Regions from separate parts of the Ovis aries genome. Here region 2 is linked to region 1. A link is a contact called in public Hi-C data. All regions are on one chromosome and are shown on one strand. Each heading gives the region's core, a stretch centred on a gene start, on an enhancer-like site or on the middle of the called end of the contact. The rest is flanking DNA. Distances are from core to core; before and after follow the strand shown.

Evidence for each region. Hi-C and Micro-C count contacts between places; a contact is called where the count stands out from the background.
Region 2: a contact with region 1 is called in a Hi-C map of liver, with 3 times the contacts expected there. The contact joins the enhancer-like site here to the promoter of FZD7 in region 1. A contact is called at or near these places in 2 of 16 Hi-C or Micro-C datasets (liver and muscle).

The regions. Positions count from the first base shown.
Region 1 is chr2:204,346,145-204,352,882 of ARS-UI_Ramb_v3.0, reverse strand. It overlaps FZD7 (frizzled class receptor 7), which reads right to left and starts at 2,378. Exons shown (of 1, transcript XM_015093488.3): 1 at 1-2,378. The coding sequence starts at 1,603.
Region 2 is chr2:204,446,247-204,452,984 of ARS-UI_Ramb_v3.0, reverse strand. It overlaps KIAA2012 (KIAA2012 ortholog), which reads right to left. Exons shown (of 21, transcript XM_060410262.1): 10 at 3,626-3,702. Among named protein-coding and RNA genes, the nearest start is that of KIAA2012, 58 kb to the right of the region's middle. Within about 2 kb of position 4,219, at least 4 of the 54 cell types and tissues checked have an H3K27ac peak or open chromatin away from gene starts, as enhancers often do. A contact at or near this core is called in liver, where this site is marked.

The DNA.
Region 1 (6,738 bases), core at 1,129-3,628:
GGTACTTGATCATGAAGACGGTAAAGTCGGGGCTCATGGGCGGGAAGTGGCCTGGCGGGCAGGGCACCGCGTAGCTCTTGCAAGTCTGCAGGAGCCAGGTGCGTTCCCAGTGTTCGCGGAAGGCCTGCTCATAGAAGTAGCAGGCCAGAACGATGGTGGCCGGCACCGTGTAGAGCACGCTGAAGACGCCGATGCGCACCATCAGCTTCTCCAGCTTCTCAGTCTTGGTGCCGTCGTGCTTCATGATGGTGCGGATGCGGAAGAGAGACACGAAGCCCGCCAGCAGGAAGGACGTGCCGATGAAGAGGTAGACGAACAGGGGCGCCAGCACGAAGCCCCGCAGCGCGTCCACGCTGGACAGGCCCACGTAGCACACCCCGCTGAGCAGGTCCCCGTCCACCTGGCCCATAGCCAGGATGGTGATGGTCTTGACAGCGGGCACCGCCCAGGCGGCCAGGTGGAAGTACTGCGAGTTGGCCTCGATGGCCTCGTGGCCCCACTTCATGCCGGCCGCCAGGAACCAAGTGAGCGACAAGATGACCCACCAGATGGAACTGGCCATGCCGAAGAAGTAGAGCACCATGAAGAGGATGGTGCAGCCCTCCTTCTTGGTGCCCTGCGCCACCGTGCGGTAGCCGTCGTCGGAGAAGCGCTCCACGCACACCGCGCGGTCCTCCAGCAGGAAGCCGGCCACGTGCGCCACGGCCACCATGAAGTAGCAGCCTGACAGGAAGATGATGGGCCGCTCCGGGTAGCTGAACCGCCGCATGTCCACTAGGTAGGTGAGCACGGTGAAGAGAGTCGAGGCGCAGCACAGCACAGACCACACGCCCACCCAGAGGCGGGCGAAGCGCCTCTCCTCCTCCTTAAAGTACATAAGGCCATTAGCGCGGCCCGGCTCGCAAGGGGCGCCGCAGTCGCGCTCGCCAAGGAAGCGGTAGCCCAGGTAGGGGGGCACCTTGAGCTGGCGGGGGCACGAGAAGGGGAAAGCGGAGCGGCCCCGGCCGTCGGCGGCCCCCGGAGGCAGCGCGGTGAAGGGCAGGTCGGGCAGGTAGGGTGCGGTAGGGTAGGCGGTGGGGCCGCCGCCCGCGCCCCCGGAGCCGTCCGACGTGTTTTGGCCCACGCAGATCTCGCCAGCGCCGTGCACGGGGAAGTTCTCGCAACGCAGCCGTTCAGGCCATTGGAAGCCGAACTTGTTCATGAGTGCTTCACAGCCCTGGCGGGCACGCTCGCAGAGAGAGCGGCACGGAGGGATGGCCTTGTCGAGCACCGTACACACGGGTGCGTACATGGAGCAGAGGAAGAACCGCAGCTCGGGAGAACACTGCACCTTCACCAGCGGGTAGAACTGGTGCACCTCGAGGCCCGCCTCCTCTTGGTTCGTGTGACCCAGCAGGTTGGGCAAGATGGTCTGGTTGTAGGCGATGTCCGTGCACAGAGGGATGGAGATGGGCTGGCAGAAGCCGTGGTCTGGCACTGAGATGCCCTTCTCTCCGTGGTACGGCTGCGCCCCGGCGCCCGCGGGCAGTGCGCCCAGCAGCGCCAGCGCCAGGGTGCAAAGGTCCAGAGGCAAGCGCGACACCGCCGCGCAGGAGCCCCGCATCGCCGGCCGCGGGTGCAGCGGCACTCTCAGCCCGAGAAACGCGACCAGGCAGCCGGGAGAGGCTGGGATCGGGGGAGGCGCCGCTGCGCCGGGCGCATGAGAGTCCTCCCGGCGCCGGGGCTGGGCCGTGGGCGGCGCGGAACAGAGGGCGCTGCAGCTGGGGTGCTCCCGCCACGGGGGCGCCGCCGCCTCCGCCCAGCACTGGCGCAGCCGCCGGGGGTCCAAACTCGTCTCGCTGGGCTGGGGGCGCAGATGGGGGGCCGCCTTCTCCTCTTGATGCGACGTAACGGTGCGGCTTTTTCTGCGGCGAGGAGCAACAAGCGTCTCCGGTTACCCTTCAAAGTTTGCCCAAGTCTCCCGACTCACTGAGCTCAATAGGGCGCGCGCCGCACCCCCACACTAAGTCTGGCCCCGGCAGGCGAGACCCCGGCGCCCCCGCTTGCTAGCCAAAGCCGCCGCCTCAACGGTGCTGCTCCGCCTCCTCTCCTCGAGGCTCCGCTCGCCGCCGCCTCCTCCTTCGCCTCCTTCTCCGCTCCTTGCTCCTTCTTCAGCCCCAGAAGCTTGGCTCCAACTTTCAGCCAAACGGCTAATTCTCGCTCTGAGTCCGATCGGCGTCTTGGAGCCAAGAGCTCGGCGAGTTCTTTTAAGAAATCCAGTCACACTGCGTCCGAGGCTGCGAGGTCCTGGTGCCCGCGGCCTGGGCCTGGCCTCTCCAGCCCCGCGCAACTCTGAGCGGTGAGGGAGCGCTGCCCGCCGGGAGGGAGCGCAGAGTAACGCCTCGGAGCCGCGCAACTCTACAGAAGAAGCGTCGGGCTCTCAGGGTTCCGGACCGCCCCGCCCCCTCCCCTCCCCCCATTCACAAACCACTCCGGGGGCGGGCCCTCGAGCTCCAGGGAGGCCCAATAGCAGCCTTTGTTTTCTGTGTGACTGTCTTCGGATTGGGTGGAAGTCGGAAGGGGCGGGCAAGGGAACGAGAGAGGCTAGGTCTGCGGAGCTCTGGGCGGATTCCTGAGGGGAGGGGCAGGGGGCTGGGAGGGAAAAGTTAAGAAAAACTTTTACCCTGAATTCACTGGGGGGAGGGGGTAGAGAAGCGCACCAGAAAGGGAATTTGCTTGAAATATTTGTTCCTTAGTGTTCCGGGTACACTAAAATACAGATTCCTGAACAGAAGGGCGCACCGGGCAAGGCTTTTGCATGGAGAGGTTGAGAATAAGAATAGCACCTCCCCGGAGAGAAACGCGACCCGGAGTTGTGTTTAGCACTCCTTGGGCTGAAAATGCTGGATTTGGAGGGGGGCTTTTAGGTGACAGGATCCTAAATGCGGGGTTCGGAATGGGGCAAGAAATGGGTGCGCCTCGCGGATTGCTTTTCTCTCGGCAGACTTAGACCACGTGAGGCCACAATCCCCGCTCACCCCCTCTCCGGGTTGTAAAAAGGAGGAGGGGCCCAGGCTGAAGAGAAATAGGAGTCGGGCAGAGGGGGCCGGCTTAAGGCAGGAGGAAGTGTCGACCCCTCCAAGGGGACAGGGCCGACGAGCGGCGGGCGCGGGGGACTCAGGCTTCAGGCCACCCTGCCCGCACGCACGGCCCAGAGTCTAGGGATTTGGTATAGCTTTAGTGAAATCGTAAGAAAACTAGTGCGGGAAATTATTGTAAAAAAAACCTGCGGCCGAGTGCCCAGAACACTGTACAGGTTTACAGCGAGTATTTAATTGCCTATTTTCTTTAGTTCCGTGGCGTGTGGCCCTTGGGAGTCCCACCTTCGTCGCGGAAGCAATGATTTGATTCTTGGAATCTGCGTAGAAAAGTTTTAATGCATATTAGAAACCAAAGGCATTTGCTAATTAAAGAGTTTCCAAAACACAAAGAGAAGTTATCCTTGTTCTCGGGTAGCGTTTTCTGATTGGCAAGCGTTCTTTTGTTCTCGATCAAATCTTCGCCCCGCTGAAGGCACTGGGCCCTGGCGCGCGCTCTCTGGTTACTCACAGCGAAATCAGAAGTTACAGCGGGTGGAGGTGGGGGATGTTCCTACCTTCTCACCGGACCGCGAGGAATAGCATGAATTCCCATGCAGCAAAGTGACATGCTAAGCAAGGAAAAATCTTCTCTGTGACACTCCCTCTCCGCCCTCCCCCCAGTCCTCTGCCTTAAAAAACGTTACTCCTGGCCTAGCCCTTCCTCCTGCCAGCTCAGTTCCAGGCGCTAGAGCCCTGAGGGATTCTGATCAGGATGCAAGTTTGCAGAAGTTAGAAGTTGCTGTCTCTGCTGCCCGGAGTGAGCCTCTTCTCCAGCAAGAAAAGACAGATCCTGAAACCGAAGACAATTAATTGGGTTCCCTTCCATAGGAGACTTTGGCCTCCTCTGTTTTTCTTTTTTTCTATTACTGCTTTATGGGGAATCTGTTCTTCCACTTCACAGTTCTTTGTCCTCCACTCTTGTTAATGGGCCTGGAAGGTTGAATCATTTAGGCCAAGGTAGGGTGTCAGACTGCTCACATTCTCCATCTGGTCCTCAACAGGAATCCTCGTCTTTTTTCTTCCAAAGGATCAGTTTTCCCTTCACACCCAGGGCTTTTTTTTTTTTTTTTTCTTTTGGGCAGTCTGCCTCAAGGTAATATGAAAGATTAATAATATTTTCTTTAAACATGTTTTCTTCTCTCTTTGTATTTTTCAAGGGCTCCTCTTTTTCTTTCTAAATTATTATTCTTATCACTTAACATTGGGGAGCCTTGATATTGATTGCATTGAAAGATGCTGTTTAAAGACAATGCAGCTTCTTTGCTTTGTCATTTAAAATGTGTGTGTGGTGGGGGGTTGGAAATCCTTTTTTCTCTCTGTGAGCTCCAGGATATTCTCCTTTTCTAAATCAAATTTTCATGCTTATTCATCAGGCCACTGATCTAAGTCATCTTTGCTTATTGAGGGAGAAATTGCAAGCACTGTCATGTAATAAAATGAAAACCGACAGGATAAAATACTGTCTTAAATACAGCTAAAACCAATTTAGTTATGAGCTTCTCCTCATAGCCTCAGACAGCTGCCTGATGAGGTAATAGGGATAATTTTTTTTTAAAGAGGGGGGAAAATAGCCTTTTAAAAATTCAAGGGACAAATGAAATATTTTTTAAAACAATCTGTGTATTAGATGCAGAAAACCCATCCCCATTTATCTTGATGAACTGTATCACAGATGAGAGTCTTGCTCTGACTCAGGTAGACAAGCGCAAAAAACAGAAGCAAAGGCCAATTTTGGGGGGAGTGTTTTGTGTTTTTTAGGAGGATTAAAAAAAAAAAACCACTCCAAAATTATCTGGAAAATAAAAATTCACTGTTTATGAGAGAGGTGTGGTAGCTTTCTGTGCCTTATCTGACATAGAATGCTGATTTCAAGGAGCTAAGTAATAACATGGAGTAGTTCAGAAAAGTAAGCTCATCGTGTAGGGGGCTAAATATTCTGTTTTAGGCTCTGTGATGGATGGAGTAACATTTGTTCACATCTGTTCAGAATCAATTTAATTATCTTTTCCAAGTAACACCTTCCACACCCAACTCCCAAAGCCACTAACTGGTATCTTCCTTGGAAAGCTAAGGGTGGAAAATTTTGTAATCGTCTGCTGCAAAACTTCCAATTGTCTCTGCCCTTTAAAACAACAAAGGCTTTTATTTCTTCACATCATAGTCATATGGTTCCATAGAAAAGTGATGGCTATTCATTGGCTCCAGTTATTTAAATGTTACTTATCTTGGCCAAGTCCCAGGTTTATCTAGTTGAATTTCATTCTGATGTCAGGCCAGATTTGAAAATGGCCACCTTCGTAGTGCCACAATCCTGTGGTTGTAGTGAAGCTCCAGCTGCAGGAATTACTCACGCAAGACCAGAAAGGGCAACTTTAAGCATATACTTTTTGGCCTCTCTTTTACCAGACAATTTGTGACTTTATAACATTGAGGATTTGGGATTACCAATGGCCAGGTTGCCTTTGGCTTCTTTTCACTTTAGTTGGGAGTGTTGGATCATTCAAAAAACGGGAACATTTTGATCCCTAAGGCAGACTTTCAAGTATTAATGAAAGTTAGAGATGTCTAGATTGAATTAGGGGAATTAGAGGGGGGCCATGCTGAAATTCTCTCAGGTATGCTAGACCCTACATGTGGAGGTGGTTTGTGTGGCAGATTCAGTGATTGTGTCTATTCCACCATTTTCCTTGTTGGCTGAGGACTGTATTAGTTATCTGTAGTTGTATAACACATCACCCCCTAACACAACAGGTTAAAACAGCAAATATTCAATATCTCACAGTTTCTGTGTGTTAGGAATCTGGATATGCTGAGCTTGATTCTCTAGCTTGAGGTCTCTCACAAAACTGCAATCAGGGTGTTGGTCATGGCTGCAGTTATTTCAAGGCTCGATTGGAGGGAGATCCATTTCTAAGCTCATAACAAGGCTTCTGGCAGGCCTCAGCTTCTTTTTATTTAAAAAAAAACAAACAACTTTTTATTTTGTATGGGTATAGTTGATTAACAAACACTGTTGTGATAGTTTCAGATGAACAGCAAAGGGACTCAGCCATACCTATGCATGTATCCATCCATTCTCCTCCAAACTCCCCTCCAATCCAGGCTGCCACATAACACTGAGAGGAGTTCCATATGCTATACAGTAAGTCCTTGTCGGTTACCCATTTTAAATATAGCAGTATGTACAGGTCCATCCCAAACTCCCTAAATATCTCTTCCTCCCTTTCTTCCCCCCAGCACCATAATTTTGTTCTCTAAGCCTGTGAGTCTCTTTTTGTTTTGTATGTTCATTTGTATCATTTTTTTTTTAAGATTCCACATATAAGGGATGTCATACAGTGCTTCTTCTTCTCTGATTTACTTAACTTAGTATGATAGTCTCTAGGTCCATCCATGTTGCTGCAAGTGGCATTATTTCATTCTTTTTAATGGTTGAGTAATATTCCATCATGCATGTGTACCACATCTTCTTTCTAGTTGTCAGCCTGAGACGTGGGTCCCTTACAGTGTTCGCCTCTCATGTGGCCCACTTTGACTCCTGCCTTCCCTCCCTGGCCCGAGATGGAAGTCATGGTCTTTTTGTAATCTAATCTTGGAAGTGACATCCTCTCAATTTTGC
Region 2 (6,738 bases), core at 2,970-5,469, 98 kb before region 1:
GTTGCGGTTCTCTCTCGGGCTTCTCTTATTGCGGCAGCGTCTCTTGTCCGGAGCGCAGGCCCTAGGACATTCAGGCTTCAGTAGCCGGGGCTCACAGGCTTATATGCTCTGTGGCATGCGGGATCTTCTGGGACCAGGGATTGAAACTGTGTCCCCTGCATTGGCAGGCAGATTCTTAACCAACAGACTCCCAGAGAAGCCCAATGTTTTTCTTTTAAAATTGAATGTGATCTTTACCAAGCATAGATAGTAATACTGTTGTAGTTACTGCAATTTTAAGTATTTTTCTTACTTTTTAAAGAAAGTTTTACTTTCTCCCCTCTCAAGATAGATATGTTAACCCTTCCTTATAGAGTTTCAAGTTACACGTTTAATAATCTTTTTAGGTTCTGCTCACCTCACTCAACCTTTGGCCTCTTACATAGAGAGGCCCTGGGGAAGAGGAAAATCTCTAGTGATTGAGGTGAGCCACCGAGGTAAGAGCAGTGCTTCGTTTCTGATGGTATCCCAGGAACTAATTTCCCTTAATCAAATGAAATGCCTTAGGAGGAGCCACAAGGCAGAAAGGAAAATACATGGGAAGACGAATACCAAATTCTGTGAGGAGTTTGAAGGACCTGCATTAAAAAAAAGGGCACCATACCTTTAGGACTTCAGAACTGGAAATGTTCCACATGCAGCTATTAATATGCAAAAAATGCCTTCATAAATACTTGATTCTGTTCACAGTGGGGAAGCAGCTCATTTGAAAGAGGAAATAGGAGCTTGGAGTTGAAACAGGCCTGCTTGTCTCCTTTTTCTTTTCTTCATTTCTCATCTCCCAATTTCCTCTTGTAGGTTTGTTTCTTCCCCACTAAACCCCCTCGTTCAGCTCCTAGGAAGTTGTTGATGTCGGTTGCTACTCTTCTCTATTTATGGATTTACCGCCTAGGCCAGGTGCGAAAGAGGTGCCTCAGGAGCGAGCCCACGGTCTGCCATCCTGTGTGCTAGAGGCAAGAGCTCTCTGCCTCTTTCTTATCCTCATAGCGTCCACCGCCTCTTCGGAAACGCACAGCGGAGGTTTTAAAATCCAACCACTAGGGGGTACCAGAGGCAGCATCCAGAACTGGGTAAATCCAGGAACCCAGGCATGTCCTGCAAAGCGCTGTCTGTCTGTCTTTCTCACCCACCCGTCAGAAATTTTTTTCCAAATCGAGGTGTGTGACTTCTCATTTAAAGCACGGTGATGCCAAAAGATTCCACCTTTGGGTTTTTCCCTCCTCCTCTCAGCACACTGATAAAAAAGTAAAAGTATCTTATGTGACTGAACTCCTAATATGGTCAGATCCCAGTGGTGGGAGGGGGCGGGGTAGGGGGCGGGAGTCGGGGGTGGGAGTGGGGATTCATGGAGAGGAAAGAAGAGCACAAACGGCTGGCGCTGATAAAGATCAATTTTGTGTGATATCCTAGCCTGCTTCAGAGAGGGAAGGCGACAGTGGAAGGAATCTACCATGTTTGTCAGTGGCCCATCAAGGTTCATAACTGAAATCCGCTGGGCAGAAATTTGTTTCTAAATCCTTTCCAGATGCTTTATAGTAAACATGAAATTAGCCATTTACATGGAGTAGGTTGAGGAAGTAGTTAAAGTTGAAGTCAGTGATTAATCTAATAAAGAGCCATTAGCCTCAAGAAGTAAGGGGGTGAGGAAGGCATGGAAGGCACCTCCCCCTCTCAGACCTTACCCCCATTTTCTCCGGATTTGGAGGCTGGTGAGACTACCTAGGCTGAGCACCGAAGAATTGATGCTTTTGAACTGTGGTGTTGGAGAAGACTCTTGGGAGTCCCTTGAACCGCAAGGAGATCCAACCAGTACACACTGAAGGAGATCAGCCCTGGGATTTCTTTGGAAGGAATGATGCTGAAGCTGAAACTCCAGTACTTTGGCCACCTCATGAGAGGAGTTGACTCATTGGAAAAGCCTCTGATGCTGGGAGGGATTGGGGGCAGGAGGAGAAGGGGATGACAGAGGATGAGATGGCTGGATGGCATCATCAACTTGATGGACGTGAGTTTGAGTGAACTCCGGGAGATGGTGATGGACAGGGAGGCCTGGCGTGCTGCAGTTCATGGGGTCACAAAGAGCCGGACACGACTGAGCGACTGAACTGAACTGAACTGAGACTGCCTAGACATTTCCTTGATGGCTTTCCTTTCTGGTATTACTTCTCAAGGAAGCAAGACTACTGCAACTTGAACAATCCAACAGGTTCTGGTGGGAACAATTCCCATCCTTTCACAAAGCAGGGATGCGGGCAGGTCTCAGAGTGAGTGGGTTTGCCAGAGCCTCACAGGGGAAACCCAGGATTAGAGTTGAAGACCCTGGGTCTGGTGTTCCTCTTTCTGGATGCAAGGTTAATAATTCAGTCTAGGATTTAATTTGACATAGCTGAGCCACTCTTATTGCAGGTGATATGAGGTCTCCTGGAATATAACGATGGGGCTGTGTGAATTTGGAGTACATGAGGTGTTTGCAAGGCCTCTGGAGTTGTGGAATTATTGAAATACAGCATATTTTCCTCAGTCACAGCCTCTCTTGAAGAAGAAAACCTTTCACATTCCATATAAAGGGTAGCTTCAAAACAGGCATATTAAAAAAAATGCAAATGTTGGTTGTGTGGCTCCTCAGTAGCAGGAAGGGTTGACTCGGTTGTGTTTCAGCTCAGGGGAGGCCTGACCCAGGCCTGGGGTCCTAACAGTGAGAGTTCAGGTCCTTCCTCAGAACCAACTAGGCACACACAGGGAAACAAAGCTACTTTTATTTTTACTGTTTTTTAATGAGTGTGAGGGAGGAGAAAGCCAGGAAGTTGGAGATAAGGGAGAAATAGAGGCCATGTTGGTTCATCTCTCAACCACCAGCACCGCCCCCCCCAACCGTCCCCTCCCCCCGCCCCTCCCCCGCCCCTCCCCCCCACCGCCTCTCCCCCACCGCCCCCTCCTCCCCAGCTGCTGTCACTCAGCAGGGAGAGCCCTGGGCTGTGCTGCATCTGCTGAGACCCACAGAGCTCTAGGAAATACCCTGAGTTGTCTCTCTAGAGTGAATCTCAAGGCAGTGCCAGCTTCAAATCTTTAATTTTAAGGAACCAATTTATAAATATTTGTGAACATATGTCCTCGAATCACTAATAAGTATTCTTAATCCACCCAGATAAAGCATTTTTCTCCTTTCTTCACAGTCTCCTTGCATTTTTTTCTTGGTTGCTATTTTTTTCTCATTCTCAGGAATGAGAATTAGAGTAGGAAAAAAACGGGCCCATTGGCACCAAGTCTTAGTCCCCACTGCCTCCATGGAGGATGCCTTTCTGTGTTTTCCTGTTCCCTTTTGACTTTGCAGAAGTCAGGGAAAGGCCTATTCAGCTATTCGCGCTTATGAAGAGCCAGACAAAACAGTCCAAGTTGAGTTAAGACATTCCAAGTCTATGAGTTAAGGAACCTCTGTGATTTTATAGTCTACTTGTCTCATTTAACTGATGAAGCAAATGAGGCCCAGAGAGGTGAAGAATCTCACCCAGGGTCACACAGCAAGCAGGGACAAGAAGCTCAAAGTCCCGACTCCCACTCACTTGCTCATGAAGAATCAATACTGTACCTGATTCTCGGGCTTTTGAGTCAAAGGTGAGGTCTCATTAAGATTCATATGAAGATCTGTTCTGGACTCAGTGTTTACTATGATGAAAATCAGAGGGAAAAGGGTCAAGGTTGTCAGATATAGGTCTCATGAAATTTTATATATAACATACACCTACACACCTAGTTCATATGTGTAAGACTATAAACACACACATGCTTATGGCATTCGTATTTACTTACCAAATAACACATGTAACCTCTATAGGCACAGTCTAAACGCTCCATTTAATAAAGTGTTATAGACCTTATATTCAAATTTCTATTTTTCTTGTTTTGGTTGCTCTTTAAAAGAACAAAAGTAAATTCTTTGTGCTACTAAAATTCAGATAAAGCTGAAATTAAAAAGGAAATATTGATGGAAAAAATCTGCTGATACTGTTGAATATAAATTTTGTATGATCCTACTTCACTGAAGTAGGAAAATGCTTCTGCAACCTTCCAGATAGAGAGATCAGAGCCTTCCCTTTTCCTCATTATGTGGAGGGGCAATAGGAGAGGTGGAAACACAAGCAAACAAAGGCAAAGGTCAAAACGGGGCTGGTGGGAAGGGACTAACAGAAATCTTGCCGCTCACCCAGAAGCAGGCACATACGGACAACCACGACTCTCCTCCATGGTTGTGCTGTCATACTCTCTGTAGGTGTGGACGCTGAGGCTCAAAAGATAAAGTAATCCACCCAAGGGTGTGCAACTAGTGAGGTTTTGAGTAAGGATTTGAGTCCAAGACTGCCAGACTCAAACTTCATGCTGCTAGAGGATAGGATTTATTTTGTTTTTCCTTTTTTCCCCTAAGAAAGTAAATTTCATGTCTGTAAAGGAATGTTTATTTGAGGAACAGATTCAGCTAAGTGCATGGCTCCTCTGAAAAGGATTTTAGTCTCTGGTACTGGACTAGCGTCCAGCACAAGCTTCTTTACATACTTGCTAGTCCTAAGTAGTTCTGTGACGAGTCTGGCCACATGCAATTCTGCATCTTTGCTTCTTTGACCTGAAGCCTCTACTCTTTCTTTGTGGGCTGACTCCGTTTCCCTTTTCTGTTGTTTCTCAGCTGTTCTATCTTGCTGGAAAATGGCTTCTGCACAGACTGAAAACATTTGTTATTTGAGATAACTAGGGAAACTGAGGCCCAGGGAGTGATTTCATGTGATTGGCTCAAGGCCATACCTTGAAAGAGCGCGGGACCAGAACTTGAACCCAGACCTCCTGACTTAGTATCTCCTACTTTTCCCCTCCACCTCATGCCTCCTCCTGTTAGCCTCACTTGATCTTGCCACATCACAGCTGTTTGGCCCTGATCCATCCTCTGGACAAATCCAGCCCAACAAAATTGCGTTGCGATGAGGTTCACTTGACCGTGGCTTGGAAGGAACCATGAGTCTCTTAGAAAAGAAACTTATAAATACTAATGCATAAGGAAAGTTCTTGCAACACCAGGAGAATGAATCAGTCAGCCAGAGTTCAAGAAATGTAAACACGTTTTTAGATAGGAGACTGAAAAATTGCTTAAGACTTCTCCATCTCTTGGGTCAAGACCCTGGTAATTTACTGAGGTCCAAGCTGTCGAGGAGACACAACTCAAATTGCATTCCTGGGAGATAGAGCAATGGGGGTGGTAACACTTCCTCTCTGAACCATGTGGCGGGACCTGTGGGATCTGCGGGATCTTATCAACCTGAAGAAACTGACTAACCCATCAACCATCGCAGGCAACTGGCTGTGAATACAGGCACAGTTCTATCCCATTATTCCTGAGCTGGTGTGTACATTCACAGACCACAGACTACACAACTTCCAGACCTGCCTGAAACTGGGAGCCCAGAGTCTTTTTGTGGTGACCATTCCTGCCACTAAAGAGAGAAACAAAAAACACATTCCTTCGCCTGCTGCCCACCATTGGGCCCAAGTAGATTTTCAAATGCTAGCATTAATCTAGCGGCAGGCTTTTAGCAAGGAGATAGCATTCCTGCCAGATAATCAGGCAATTTCAGAGATGACCCTTACTAGGTGGGGTCTCATGCTAAACCTCTTCTGCTTTCTTCAAATCATGGGATCCTTCAGCAAGCACTCAAAACTTGAAAAGCAGCAAAGAGCATCTGATACTAGCATGCAGTATAGGTGGCTTAAAATTTCCCTCAATTTCGAGAGTAGAATGGAAATATATACTGTACGCTACCATAGGTAAAACAGATGAAAGTGAGTGAAAGTTTTAGTTGCTCAGTTATGTCCGACTCTTTGCAACCTTATCAACGATAGCCTGCCAGGCTTCTCTGTGGGGATGGTCTATGAAAGCATACTGGAGTGGGTTGCCGTGCCCTCCTCCAGGGGATCCTCCCAACCCAGGGATCCAACTCACGTCTCTTATGTTTACTGTATTGGAAGGTGGGTTCTTTACTGGGAAGCCCTGGACATGTGCATACCTATGCCTGATTCATGTTGATGTATGGCAGAAACCAACATCATATTGTAAAGCAAGTATCCTTCAATTACAAATAAAAATATATTAAAAATTTCCTTCAATTTCAACCTATGTTATTGTTGTTGCTGTTCAATCTATGTTGCTGCTGCTAAGTTGCTTCAGTTGTGTCCGACTCTGTGTGACCCCATAGACGGCAGCCCACCAGGCTCCTCCGTCCCTGGGATTTTCCAGGCAAGAACACTGGAGTGAGTTGCCACTGCCTTCTCAACCTATGTTGGCCATGTTTAATTCCCAAGTTGTTGTTTATTGTTTTAAATAAAAATGAAACATGGCTATATTTATTCTGATTGTTTCAGAATACTTATTTCTCTTGGTATAGGATGCTCATCTGATATCAAGAGACTGAAAGTCACCTTATCAGGCAGAGTGGGCCACCTGATTCCTTCCCAGTTGTGTGTCAGTTCTTGTGAGAGAATGTCAGACCTGCAGGCTCCAAAGGGGTCAAACGCTTGGTGGGTACAAGGGCAGGAGCTATCAAAAGTGCTGGCGGGAGCCTTTTAAATTATGCATAGCGTCTTTTTCCACCATGCTGTTCCTGAGGCGTGAGTACCCTTTGACCGCTAATGTTCACTCATGGAACTGCCCCTATAACTTGC